Regions from separate parts of the Zea mays genome. Here all the other regions are linked to region 1. A link is a contact called in public Hi-C data. All regions are on one chromosome and are shown on one strand. The core of a region is the stretch at or near the end of the contact, and the rest is flanking DNA. Distances in the headings are between cores, read along the strand shown. Region 1 holds the start of LOC100282700 (Signal peptide peptidase-like 1). Region 2 overlaps LOC100274680. Region 3 holds the start of LOC100274680.

Region 1 (4,751 bases), core at 845-3,344:
ACAAACAATATGAAGCTCAGCAAACATTGGGGTATTAAAAGTAGAACCACTCAAGGAGGGTTCAAGGACTAACAGCAGACGTTATAAAAAGAAAAGGACTAAAAGCAAAATAAAGCAATAAATATTTGCAAGATACAATTTATTGGGCCTACCATGTCTCCAAGGCCAAGCATCATGTAGTCACCAGGATTGCTTCCTGGAACAATCCCACCCAACAAATTCCTTGGAAATACAAGCTTGACTGGAAGCTCCAGCTTCTTTGTAATCAATTGCAATCCGGGCAGGCTGAGCTTATTTGCTACTGTGTGAACAGGATTAGATGCCTTCTGGGTGGCAACAGAAACCATGACATTTGCTCCAAAGAACCTTTCTGAGAAGAACACCCAGAAAATATCATACACAAACAAGCAGGCAAGAAGCAGCGCACAGATTTTTATGTTGGGAAGCCTCACATGGCTGACAAACGCTATACATATGGAAATTCCCAGTAGGTTATTTAGCAACCAATGCCCAGAAACCAACCAGGCTAAGACTGTGGCTATGCAGAAGAGCATCAGCAAACCTTGCAACCGTGTAAAAGACTTTGAACAACACCTGGACACGAATGGGTCCATTAGATTGAACTGCATCTTGAGATAAGTGACATACGGAGACAGGCAAAAGAACAGTGCCATCGCAGAGGCCACAGCAGTAAAAGCAGTCACAAGATGTGAGACAGACGAGAACAAGTAGAACATCAGCAACAGACTGCATGAGCTTGCAAGGGGAATCATTAGTGCCTGTGACCGATCCAATGTAATGGAAGCCTCTGAAAAATCCAAGTTTCTCTCCATCTCTTTGCCATAATCTAGAGCACGCGATGCGGATGCATAGGCCACAGAGATAGCTGTGGCAATGAGAGCAAGTGATGCCGGCTCGAGCAAGTAGGTCAGCTTCCACAAGGATTCCATCCTATGGAAAATTAATAACAGTCCACCCTTATTCTATGCTCTGACTACCAAGGTATCTTCAACCTGCAATAACCAGCAAACAACAAGCAGCGTCAAGGATAGCTTATATATATACAGCATGATTAATCCTTCCGGTTCTTTTCTTTCGTATGTTCCTTCCAATTAATCGTTGTGCAAGCTCCCTAAACAACACAATCTAGTTTGACAAGAAAAATTAAAGCTTTTGCAGCAAACATAAAAAACATTAATGAAAAAATAGCTCTCTGAGAAGCAAATTCAGCATAGGGCATGGAGGTTCAGTCAATTTAAAACAGAGCATGCTCCAACAGAACTGTTCAAACATAGGCGGATGTCCCCGCACCTTGGGTAGTCCAATTTGGGGGAGGGGGGCAAACTAAAATGGATCTTGCGCCGGCAGAGGGCGAATAACCTGTTGGACCCATGGATGGATTAGACAAATACTACAGCAAACACAAAGTAAACACAGGCCCGGAGGGTGAAGAATTTGGAAAAGGGAGAAGGGAAGATCCCCAGAACAAAGCAAACTACTCGTACAAGGGAACCTATCCTACCTAGCTGGATGGTTTGGAGTTCCTCACCGAGTAAGGAAGAAATCAGTCCAAGATGGATCTCCACATCTTTCCGCGTCACGGCATGCCAGTGCAAAATCAGTAGAGGCAGCTCGCGGGGAGGAAGGTTAGGCCTGGGAGAGAAGATTTGTGTGGTTGGGTGGAAGCACGCGTGCGAGATGGCGTCGTGGTCGTCCGAGGTGGACCGGTCCGCGTGGGGTTGGCTAGAGTGGGGATCGGAGTCAGTGCCCGGCTGCGGCTTCCCTCTTCCGACTGCCTTGCAGCCGTTTCCGACTGTAGCTGGCGGTATAGGCAGTGGGGCGGGGGCGGCTGGCCGGCGGCCGCGCTGCGCTGGCTCCTCGCATCCCCTGGCAGCCTAAGCCAGGAGACTGGCGGCGCCGTAGCCGCCGGTAGTCGATTAACCCTCGGAGATTGCGATTGCACCGGCGGATTGGGCGTCGGGTGGGCGGCTGCTAGGTTCGGCCTCGGCAGTGTCGAGGGACGGTCGGACGGAAGGAGAAGAACGGGAACGGGGGATGGCGGATGGGGATCGGAAGGAAACGGGGGTCCGGGGGACGTCGTGGGGGTGGGGCTGACAGGAGCACCTGATTCCGTTTGTGATCGGTTTGGCTTGATTTGATTTTATCACGAGCTAGACTAGTATATAGTTTCGTTTGTTAACAAGTTAACTCGAGCCAAACTCGAAATAACTTATTAGTTCAATCAGATAACATTTGTTAGCAAATAAAGCATACACTTATGTTGGATGAATTATACTAATTAGTGTTCAATTGATGTGATATATGAAATTGTTAGTATTATTACTCTTTTCTAGTATGAAATTGGTCTAGAATGAAATAGAAATTAATTATATTGTTGTGCGTGTATATGTGTGCACCACATATTGTTTTTTATAGCTCGTGAGCTAAACGAGCTAGCTCGAGCTCGCAAACGGGACGAGCCGAGATGATTCTGGCTCGATTCCATAACGAGACTAGTCGAGCCAACTCATTACCTTAACGAGCCAGATCGAGCTTGACCGAGTCGATTGAGCTGACTCGATATCAAGACCTAGTTATGTGCTTATGCTATTCCAAGTGGTGGTGATCTTTAGCTTTTCTCTATTTTCTTCTCTAACTTTACTATTATAAAGCATCACTATGGCTCAACACTTCCATCGTGGTCGTTTTTAAAAATAACTCTGTACTTTTTATCCAACTTAGAAAAATTAATTATTTACCACTATTTAGGGGGTGGGTGGCAAAGTTTTTACCATGTCAGTGACACATGATTAAGGGGATTTTGTAAAGATGACAAATAGTTAAATGCCCTATCAACCCATTGTCCAACTTCATTTCTCTCCTTACCAGGAACCTCCTCCTGGACCCGGAAGCCAACTTCGGCTTCTCCGACATCGACTTACCTTCGCTCTCCCAGCCACAGCAGCTGCTACAGTAGGCGATGTTAAACTATGTATAGATTCATATTCCGAGTCTAGCTCCTATTCTTAGGTGTGTACGGAGTCTAGCTCCTATTCTTACGTGTGTACCGAGCCATCCGGCTCTATCTCTTGTAATCAGGTCTATATATACATTGTACACCGAATGGCACTATACACAGAACAGTTCTTCTTCTATTCTATTCTTACATGGTATCAGCCGCCTAGATCCTGTCTTTCCCTCTTTTGCGTCCGACATGAGTGATACGCAGAGTTCATTTTCCAGCACTACTGCTGTCGTTTCTTCCACCACCGCTCTTCCTCTCTCTCAAGCTATACACAGCGTGAACATCAAATCGCTTGTGTCGTACACTCTTGATACTCAAGTTCACAACTACGGCAAATGGAGCCAACTCTTCACCATTATTCTCGGTCGCTTTGATCTTCTCCACCATATCACTCTTACCTATTTATTATTCTTCATCATCGCTTAATTCCTCACATGTTATTGTTGGTGATGGATCCAAAATTCTTGTTCACGGTACCGGCCATACCTCTCTGCATTCACCACCACATACCTTTGTTTTATCCTCTGTTTTGCATCTTCCCCACTTAATCAAGAATTTAATCTCTGTGCGTCGTTTCACTACTGATAACTCATGTACAATTGAATTTGATCCTTATGGTTTTTCTGTGAAGGATCTGGCCACCAAGAAAATAATCATGAGGTCCAATAGTTTCGGCGACCTCTATCCCTTCTTTGGAACCATCTCTGCTTCCCCGACGGCTCTTCTGGCACACACCACATCCGTTGATGTTTGGCATCGCCGTCTCGGTCATCCTAATAAATATTCCTTAGCTTGGCTTCTTGCTCAATTTCCCTTTTTATGTAATAAGTCTTTAGCTGCTTCTCCTATGTGTGAAGCCTGCCAGAAGGGCAAACATGTTCGGCTACCCTTTCCACATTCTATGTCATTCACATATTTTCCTTTTCAAATCATACATTGCGATTTATGGACCTCTCCAATTTCGAGCATTTCTGGTTTTCAATATTATTTAATTATCCTCGATGACTATACTCACTATGTCTGGACTTTTCCCATCCGTCACAAATCTGAGGTACCCACGATTTTGCGTAATTTTTATAATTATGTGCGCAACCAATTTCATCTTTCCATTCAATCCATTCAGTGCGACAACGGTAGAGAATTTGACAACCATGTTCTCCGTAGTTTTCTTTCAGCTCATGGTTGAGAGCACCTAGAGGGGGGGGTGAATAGGTGATCCTGTAAAACTTAAACTTATAGCCACAAAACTTTGATTAAGCGTTAGCACAGTTAATGCCAAGTGGCTAGAGCGAAGATCTTGCACAATACGATAACCACAAAGAGTTTAACACAGAGAAGACACAGTGATTTATCCCGTGGTTCGGCCAAGTACAAAACTTGCCTACTCCACGTTGTGGCGTCCCAACGGACGAGAGTTGCACTCAACTCCTCTCAAGTGATCCAATGATCAACTTGAATACCACAGTGTTATGCTTTTCTTTTCTTATCGCGTTTGCGAGGAATCTCCACAACTTGGAGTCTCTCACCCTTACACTTGAAGTTCACAAAGAAGCACGGAGTAAGGGAGAGAAGCAACACACACAAATCCACAACAAAATGCGCACACACACGGCCAAGAATCGAGCTCAAAAGACTATCTCAAAGTTCTCACTAGAACGAAGCTTGAATCACTGAGAATGACAAACGAATGCGCAAAGACTGAGTGTGGATGATCAAGAATGCTCTA
Region 2 (4,751 bases), core at 678-3,177, 250 kb after region 1:
ACCCTATTCAGAAAAATGCTAAGAAAAAGAAGGCCCTTGAGCAGGATAAATTAGCCATTTCTCCTGGTCAGAAAGATGGTAAGAAGACCCTTGATCAAGAGAAGTCAGTTAGTTCTCCCATTCAGAAAGGTGCTAAGAAGACCAAACCCCTTAACCAGGATAAGTTAGTCATTTCTCCCGGCCAGGAAGATGACAAGAAGCCCCTTGTGCAGGATGAGCCAATAGTAGTGTCTCCCATCCAGAAGAATAACAATAAGTATGTTGATCAGGAGAAGTCCCTTCAGCAGGAGAAGCAAATCATCTCTCCCGGACAGAAAGATGATAAGAAGAGCAGCAAGGTGGGACCTGACTCAGCATGTAATCATGTGCAACAGAAGAAAGTGAAGGCTACTGTATCTACCGGCCGTGCTGCTAATACTCATGTTTCTAGTTCCAGGCCTCGCTCTGTTTTTATCCCCCAAGCACATTGGCCCAGCCAGCCAATTGTTGATCGGTTTGCGCATATACCTGAGCACCTGATCAGCCCTTCTGCTTTTAGTTATGGGTTGCCACAACCACTTATGCATCCAGCCTATCCTCATCCTCATTCTCATCAGGGATTGGTAGGTCAAGGACAGGGTAATTTCCTTCATTTCAATCCTGGTATTGAGCTGCAGCATCAAGGCCAGGCTTTCTTCGGTCCTCCAGCTGTCTACCACCCCATGGTGAATGGGTTTCACCCATTCGGTATCAATGGTGCTCAGCAAGTGCAGTACATCGACAATAGGATGGTGCAGAGGCCACCATATGGTTTTGGCCCAGGTTTCTGGGGATGATGGTTGCAGCCTGAGGAAAGGTTGGTTGCTAACTAGTGGGGGTTTGAGGTGAAAGTTGTCAGTTCAAAGAAAAAAAAGCTGTTGTGTCTAATATACTCAAAGATTTAGCTTTAAATAGGGGCCAGTGGAAAATAGCTAACCATGTGTCTGAACCTTGATTTGTGGTTTTTGTTCGGTTTCAGCTCTAGCTTACCTTAGAAGTAAAATGTTCTGTTGATGTTGGATTTTAACTCTAGCCTATCCTGGGATTAAAAGGTTTTGTTGTTGTTGTTGTAAGTTGTAATTGTAACTGTTAGGTTTGTACTCTAGTCTGATTTAAAAGTAAAAAGGCTATATTGTTGTTGTTGTATCTAGACCTGTACAAGGAGAAATAATCAAATAAGGAAAAAAACACAATGTGGGAAAGAAAGCTGTAATGTCGTTTGATCTAGTTTAAGTTGTTGATTGTACCACCTACGTGTGCTGTCTTTGTGCGAGCTCATCTAAGATGCATGTGAGATTGGGCGAGTTGAAAATCTGCTGGACAGTGAGAGGTGTCCCAGCTGAATGGGGTATGGCAGCAAGAAAGACTGAAGTTTGTCCGTCCTGGATGGAGCGTTGGAGGCGTGCAATGCAACAACATCATGGTCCCAGTCAGGAAGGTACAGTGTGTTGTTGGGTTCCAAAACAGAATCATGTCCAGCTCCAAGCAATGCCGTGCTGTAACTGGAGTGTACTTTCAGACGCAAGCTGTCTATGCTGTTGATTGGAGCGAACAAACAGTATGCTCTGTGGTAGGCATGAGCCGTTGCTTGTGCCCCCCTCTTGAAACTGTGGCGTGCCGTTTGTATCAGCAAGGCAGGCAAAACCGGTAGAGACAAGACAAGATGCCCCGGGACTGTTGCCTGCCGCCCATGGTATGTAATCGCCAATCTGTCGTGTTCATCGGCAATAGGCAAGCACTGAACCTGGAAGAAGTAGAAGGGAAAGCCGGCATATGCATGCGTTCGTTCATCTCACGTAGGCGAAGCATGGCGCTGTCGACGGCCACATCACGTTTGCTGTGCTGCTGCCTGCCTGCGTTGCTGACGCGATGGATGGATTCGACAGCAGCATCTGACAGAGGCAGCACCGGCTTTCGAGCGAGAGAGACGGCCGGGTGGGCTCTGTACAGCATGTTCCTATTCTGGACTGACTCGATCGATCCGGGACATCGTTTGGATGTATCCGGGAAAGGTTTTAACCTGTGAGTGTGATTGCGTGCGCAAGCTTCCGTGAATAAAAAGACAAGCAGATCTTGAGTACGTTGATGGCTCCGCATCTGGTAGAGAGGTGTGGTTAATGCGAATTAGGCATTCACTGCATCTGGAGCAAGAAAACATGAGTCCGGGCACGCAGTTTTGTGTTGGCAGATAGCTAGAGCTGAGACCGGACTAGGCGCACTGCAGTGCGCTTACCCTGATGAAAACGGCACTATATACTGTTGTATTTTCCTAGTTGCAGCTTGATGCGCTTGGACATTATTGGAATCCTAACTAAACATGCAAACGCGGAGGTGCATCCACACGATCGATCGGCGTATTTACATGCTTGATGCAGTGCACATATTTTCGACCCCCTGGTAACGCCTTAACAAACCCTCCATCTGTCTGTCAGTCTATCTCTATCTATCTCATTGAGACAGTCACTCACGCTCACGGCTAGTTTAGGAATCCAAATTCCTTTGGATCCCCTTCCTTTTCCCGGGTGAGAAATCCCTCTAGATAACAATTGATAAGATATTTATGGGATGTTTCAATATACTAGAGCTAATAGTTAGTGACTAAAATTAGTTAAAGACATCCAAACACCTTAACTAATAGTTCAACTATTAGCCATTTTTAATAAATTCCTTTGTTATGTTATACATATATATATGCACTTTATGGAATATATTTTTATTCTTCCTGATAGGATCAGTTTCCACATATACAGGTGGAAGCAACAGTTGAGGTTTTTAGTTCTACTTCTTGCAAGGATTAAGCTCTTTAGTTCTAATAAATGACATTGTAGCAGACTATATATGCGGAAATCAATTAGTAAGTGTTTTTTATTCTCTAGAAACTTGGAACATGTGAACATATAGTCACTTGTATAAGTTGCACATAAGCAAATCATAGCAGACTATTTATAAGGGAGTGAGTTGATGTCATCTCTAATAGAACTATATAATAATGGTAAATAGTTCTTGCTCAAATAATTGAAACACGTGTATTTAACCAAGTCATGTGTTAAATAAAAAAGTATTAACTTTTCTATATTACTTTTATGTGCATTTATCTAATTCAATCCATTGAATGCAGCATCTGAATCTACATCTGATCAAGTGCTAGCACAACTTCTTATTTGAATAGAAGGCTAAAGGTGAAAGAACCCGCACAAACGCTTGTGTGACAGTATGATTGTCTTTCTGTTTATATTTTTTCATACCACATGGATATGAATACCATATGCATGGACATATAGATATATAAAATTATATGACTATTGTATTTCTTAAGATATTTTTTTCATTTTGGAAGCTATCTGGTCCCCTACACAAAGTTTGATGGATAAAACATGGATCGATAATGATGCTAAGTACAAACCATGTTTCACAAATTAAATGACACCCATGGTTAAAATGTCATTTAACATAAAAATATTGTAGGCACAACAAGGCATATTTGCAAGGAGTGAATGGTTTCTTAGCTTTTGCATTTTGGAAAGAGGCAAGTGAAGTGCGTGAGCACTTGATATGTTATGGGTTTCTCAAAGGGTACATGATATGGAACTTACATGGAGAAGCTAGCTCTTCTGTGAATCAGGGAACTATGACGACATTGAGGTTACAGAGGAGCCTAACGAAGATGATGACATATCCGGTTTGCTTAAAGATTTAGCTGCTGGTTTAGATGATAGAGGTGATTTTGAGGACAATAGTTCTATTATTGGGTGTTGTGATGAGCTAGCGGCCATTGAAAAATTGGTAGCAGAAAACAAAAAAGAGTTGTACCCTAATTGCAAGAAATATACACAGTTGCGTTTCCTAGTTAGATTGCTTCACATCAAACTCCTTGGAGGATGGATTGGTAGATCTATGAACCTGCTACTAGATCTACTTAATGATGCACTCCCTGAGAGTTCAACATTACCTAAGAGCTTTTATGAAGCTAAGAAATTGGTGAAATTTGTAGGAATTGGATACAATAGTATCCATTCATGTGAAAATGATTGCATTCTTTACTCGAAGGATTATGCAAAATTCAATTCATGTCTAAATTGTAAGGTTTCACGTTGGAAATCAATAAGGAGGAGTCTAGATGGGAAACATATATACAAGGTTCCTAGAAAGGTTCTCCGCTACATTCCAATAGCAAAAATGCTCCAAAGGCCATTCATGACCCCTAAAGTAGCAGGTCTAGCAAGATGACATGATGAAGACTGGATAAACGATGGTTTGCTAAGGCATCCTACAGATTCACCTTTATGTCAAGACTTTGATACAAAACATCCAGAGTTTGCAGCAGATAGCCGGAATATTCGTCTAGCATTTGCAACTGATGGCTTTAATCCATTTAGGAGCATGAATGTTAGCTATAGTGTTTGGCTTGGCATTTGTATTCCATATAATTTCCCCCCTTCAATGTGCATGAAGCAATCAAATCTTATCCTTTCTTTGCTGATTCCTGTCCGAAATAGTCCTGGTAGTTCCAAATTGATCCATTCCAGTTACATTAAATTTGTATTAATATTGTTCATCATTTAATAACTCTGTTTTATCATGAATCATATATTAAAATTATCCACTTAGTTTATTCTACACCAAACACTTAAAACTTTGGAAAATCATAACTCTTTAACTGTAACTCCGAATTAGTGATTCTCGAACCTACGATCTTATCACGATGCGTAGAATATTATCATGCATTCTGTTCT
Region 3 (4,751 bases), core at 1,195-3,694, 240 kb after region 1:
TCGTTGCGATGGATACAGTGGTTTGATCTTCAGATAAGAGATGAACCCGACAGGTGGGCCGGATCGTCATCCCTTGTTTTCCTCTGCGTGTGGTGGGACTGACTACAGGTGTACATTTGGGTCGGGCCTGATGGGCCGGCCCGAAGCACGAAAAAAGCACGGCCCAGGCACGGCACGACACGAAATATTTTAGTGCCGGGCCGGCACGGCACGATATATCGGGCCAGGTTTGGGCCGAGGTCGCGGCCCATGGGCGGGCACGAGCACGGCCCGTTTAAGGCAGGCACGTAATGGCCCATTTAGAGGCACGAAAAGGGCCATATATTTATTAAAATCACACTTAATTCGACACTTTCATGTACTTGATAAAGAACACAAAGCTAGAGATAATGTTAGTTAGATGTTTTTTGTAGCTTTGAATTAGAGTATGTGATGTAATTTTATTCTTGTTATGAACATTAGATAATGAACTGAACTTACGAACTTTATATAGAGCTGATTATACTCTTTTTCTTTCTAACAAAATGATTTGTAAACGAGGTAGTCATTGCATAGCTCTGGTAACTTAATACAAATATTAAGTTTGGTTTTGATCAAATTTATTTGTCTTATCTTTTATTTGTTTTATTAATTTTGTTTTGAATTTCGGGCTCTGATGTGAATTTCGGGTCCTGATGTGAATTTTGGGCCAAAAATTGAATTTCGGGCCCTAATATGAATTTCGGGCTTTTATCATTTCGGACCGCCCGAAATGAGCCCGACACGTTTAAGCAATTACGGGCCGGGCCGAGGGCTAGGCCCATAGGCCGGCCCGGCACGGTCCAAAATTCAAATGGGTCGAGCCGGCCCGAAATTCAAACAATACAGACTTTTTCGGGCTTGGGCCGGGCCGGGTTGGGCGGTCCGAATGTACACATAGGACTGACCAGCGAGCCAGCACCAGCAGTGGCCCAGGTGATGATGCGCGTGCGGGCGACAGAGAAGCTGACCGAGCGGCTATCCAGCGGGCCCCACGTGGCAGTGGAAGAAGGTAGGGACGGTGGGGGAATAGTGGGCCTCGCGGGTGGTGACTTGAACTGGGCCGAGATGAGGAACTTGGGCCGAATCAGCTTAGTTCATTCTTTTTTCTTATTTCTATTTCCTGATTTTCTTACTTTTCAAATTCTGAAATTCCAATGTAAATATGAGTTGATTCAAAAAATATCCAGATTATATGCAACATATAAAGAACCCAACATGATATGCAAGTCATGTTTATTTTCTAGGTTAATTATTCATTTAAGCAAATGTTTAAACTATGGAACACATACACTATTCTTTATAGGAATATAGTATTTTGTGTGTGGGCTACAATTGTAAATTAATTCAAAATGAATATCCCATTCTTATCTACTTTTAGAGGACCTTAGCATATGACTTTTATCAAGGGTTACATTAATTAAAATGTTTTTAAAATATTTTTAATTATTTAGCTCATGAGAGAGAATTCTTCATGTTAGCAAATGGGTTGAAGACTTCCTCGTATTATGTTTTTTTTTTCCTGTATTGAGAAATTAACCTCTAGTTTTAAAATTTTTAGGGTCTATCTCTAACAACATTTTTTGTATCGCCATCTATTCACTTCAAGAGAAGATAAATTAAAAAAATGAGGAACCCTTATTAGGACTCACTTTAATTCTTAATCTTTTGGATAACTCTTATAAATCCAAAAATAGGATTTTGGGTTACAATCGATCATTAGGTGCTAAGTCGAAGGCCTCGTCGAAGTTGCTACATAGCGTAGGCCCCGGTCGCCCGTGATCTTGTACAAGTATGGTTAGTTAAAATAAGGGGTCGAGCCTTCGTGTCGTTGATCGAGGGGTCGAGCCTTCGTGTCGTTGATCGAGGTCATGTTTAGCCTTCACCCCAACAAATGTCATTCATGTTTTTTTGCTGATTATATTTCATATCTTTGTATATGATCATTGTATATTGAATGAGGCTATACCCGAATGCTTCTAGCATGCTTGAATATTATGGCTCAATCTGAATACGTGGATACTTCATCATTCGACATATGTGGAATTATGTGTTGTGCAAAAACTTTATATGAATTCAAATTTGCATATGTAAGGTGTATGCGATTTTAGTGATCAAATGTTGTGTGAATCTATTATTATTCAGTGTGCATCATACAATCAACCGATTACAAACAAATTATGTCATTTTTTATTTTTCAAAAATAAACAAGGTTTAACCGAAAACGCTCGATATAGGCGCGTTTTGACGGATTTTTTTTTTTAAATTTGAAAGCCCAAACCGTTCAGCAGTTTTCGTTTTTTTTTCTGGATAGGAAGCGGGAAATCGGGATAAACGAGATGGTTAACCGTGGGTCCACACAGCAGAGCTTCATCGGACATAATGACTTTCTCTGAAGTCTGACCCTTCCGCCCAACCTTCCCTCATCCTGTCATCCACCCTCGCCCAACCGACGGCTACCGGTTGTAAGATTGGAATCGTTTGATGGCCGCCGCCGCCGCTTCGCCTCCGGTTCCTTTAGGACCCGATGCCTCCGATCTACTGGACGGGGATCTCCGTCTCAAGTTCGTTGTTGCCCACCCCCCCCCCCCCCCCCCCCCCCCCCCCCCCCCCCTGGACGGGGATTTTACTGTTCAGTTGCTTACCTTTTTCTCTGGTGAAATTCGCTATGAGGGTGCACGATTGTAGTAGTTTTTTTACTTATTCAGCCATTAGATGCGAAAAAGTTCGTGCAGTTGTTGTTTGCCGTGATAGGATTCCCCCGCTAGACCAGAAACCGCTGTGTCGCCGTTGTTGTGTTTGCTGTCATGGCAAATATAGATTTCTTCGGCTTTTTATGTGTTTGAGCTTTGTTTTCTTTGCCATCGTGCAGGCCCGCTGTGGCAATCTCATGGGATTCCGAAGGTACATATCTCTATCTGCTTACCCTCGGCCTTTCTTTTTACACTTGCGTTGCTTACACATCTCTGTCTTTACCTTGGGCCTTTCTACACTTTTTGCTTGCTGCTCTCTCCCGCGGTGACCTGCATGTTCATGGAGTGGTCTTGTGGTGTAGAAAAGTAGATAGAATGCCAGGGTATTAATGCAAGGCGCCAAGTTATTACACGAAGCTATACCCCTTGCTGTGCGGTTCGAAAAAGAACCTTCCTCCTCGAAGGACAAAGCCACAAAGGAATAACATTCCTTTCACTGCTCTCTTCTTTCCTTTTGAAAGTTTGGAAGCCTAGACACATTTCTGTGTGATTACCTGTTACCTTTCTACACTGCTTACTGTTTCCCAGAATCCCAATGATTTGTATGTACATTGAGTGGTCTTGTATAGTACAACCAAGCAGATACAATGTCAAGGTATTGATGCAATGAGACAAGTTATTAGGGGGTGTTTGGTTCTCCTGACTAAAGTTTTTTTTTCTCGAACATGCAGGAGAGCTGCGTATCATTCTATTAAAAGAAGAAATAAACAAGGTCTAAAATAAACCGGGGTACAACTGACGCCTTACGGCGGCCTGAACGAAACTAGCATAGACTGACTCATCTATAAAACTCTAGGCTACATGAGAGAGGGAGGCAACAAGGGATGTCAACCCCTTGGCCCCGGCAGTCTCCCACAGACGGCGCTCATCCCCCACATGGATTAGGAAATTAGCAACATTAGGGGAAAGGCCATCAAAGATGCATCTGTTCCGATGATTCCACAAAATCCAAGCGCCCAGCATAATGAGGGAGTTTAGGCCATCTCTGAAGGACCCCTGAATAGCTTCATTTGCTTGATGCCACCACTCCATAAAATTAATATCCGTTGGTTGGGGGGCCAAACCCTGCAGCCCGAATTGCCTTAGAAGGAGGAACCAACATTCTCTTGAGAAAACGCAATTCACAAGCAGATGGTCAATTGTCTCCCTCTCCTGCTCACATAAAGGACATTTTTCCGGATGATCCAGCCCCCGCTTCTCAAGTCTTTTAGTTCAACACGATCAGGTCGCGTTGTTGTAATCAAGGCACCCTCTGCCAATGAAGGTGGGTCACTGACATAACTGGAGCTCTCATGACCGTCGTTCTTTGTGATTATGTTGTATTCGGGAACTTCATTGGAATAACTGCCAATGAAGGTTTTTCTGTAGTAGCGTCTTAAGCAAGTCTCTGCTCTAGTGCTCTCTATCTCTCTCGCTCCTTGCGCCGGTGAAACGTGTGGATGGGCAGCTCACCCGGCAATAGGGGAAGCCATGTAACTTTTCTACCTTCTTTATGAAATACGTGCTAAGCACGTTCAATAAAAAAACCCGAAGCTATACTGTCTGTTGTGCAGTTCGAAAAGAATCCCCTCATCAAAGGAGAAAGAAATAACATTCCTTCCATTGTTCTCTTCTTTCCTTGTGAAAGTATGGAAGCTTAGAATCTCTCCAATATTTTTGGTGATATCTTGATTCCTGATATTGTCAAGTTCATCCAAATATTGTGTTTTGTCGTGTGCACCCTGGTATGAATGCAATTGTGGAAAGTCTTACATGTGTTACTCAAACACCATTGTCCTAATTTTTTTCCAAGTCAGATACCCTGCACAAGTGTTGGATCTCAGTTGGTATTTGGTGTTTCCGTAAAATCCTGCCATATGAGACACCTCTTTCTCAAGAGATGGGGTGGGCACTGCGCATGAGATGGCTTTGGCTAGCCAAAGCTGATCCGGACTGATCTTGGTCGGCTCGTCCAATTCAAGTCCCAGACAAGGTCCATGC

What was found. A called contact is a pair of places that touch in the nucleus more often than the background predicts.
Region 2: a contact with region 1 is called in a Hi-C map of ear, with 1.9 times the contacts expected there. The contact joins the enhancer-like site here to the promoter of LOC100282700 in region 1. A contact is called at or near these places in 2 of 25 Hi-C or Micro-C datasets (ear and endosperm).
Region 3: a Hi-C map of tassel shows a contact between it and region 1, with 2.3 times the contacts expected there. The contact joins the promoter of LOC100274680 here to the promoter of LOC100282700 in region 1. A contact is called at or near these places in 2 of 25 Hi-C or Micro-C datasets (endosperm and tassel).

The regions. Positions count from the first base shown.
Region 1 is chr4:54,019,253-54,024,003 of Zm-B73-REFERENCE-NAM-5.0, reverse strand. LOC100282700 (Signal peptide peptidase-like 1) reads right to left here and starts at 2,094. Exons shown (of 5, transcript NM_001414627.1): 1 at 1,523-2,094; 2 at 1,312-1,380; 3 at 153-1,013. The coding sequence starts at 950.
Region 2 is chr4:53,765,712-53,770,462 of Zm-B73-REFERENCE-NAM-5.0, reverse strand. LOC100274680 reads left to right here. Exons shown (of 10, transcript NM_001148999.2): 10 at 1-1,224. The coding sequence ends at 815. Among protein-coding and RNA genes, the nearest start is that of LOC100274680, 18 kb to the left of the region's middle. Within about 2 kb of position 1,927, at least 18 of the 20 cell types and tissues checked have an H3K27ac peak or open chromatin away from gene starts, as enhancers often do. A contact at or near this core is called in ear and endosperm, where this site is marked.
Region 3 is chr4:53,783,689-53,788,439 of Zm-B73-REFERENCE-NAM-5.0, reverse strand. LOC100274680 reads left to right here and starts at 2,444. Exons shown (of 10, transcript NM_001148999.2): 1 at 2,444-2,582; 2 at 2,891-2,922. The coding sequence starts at 2,503.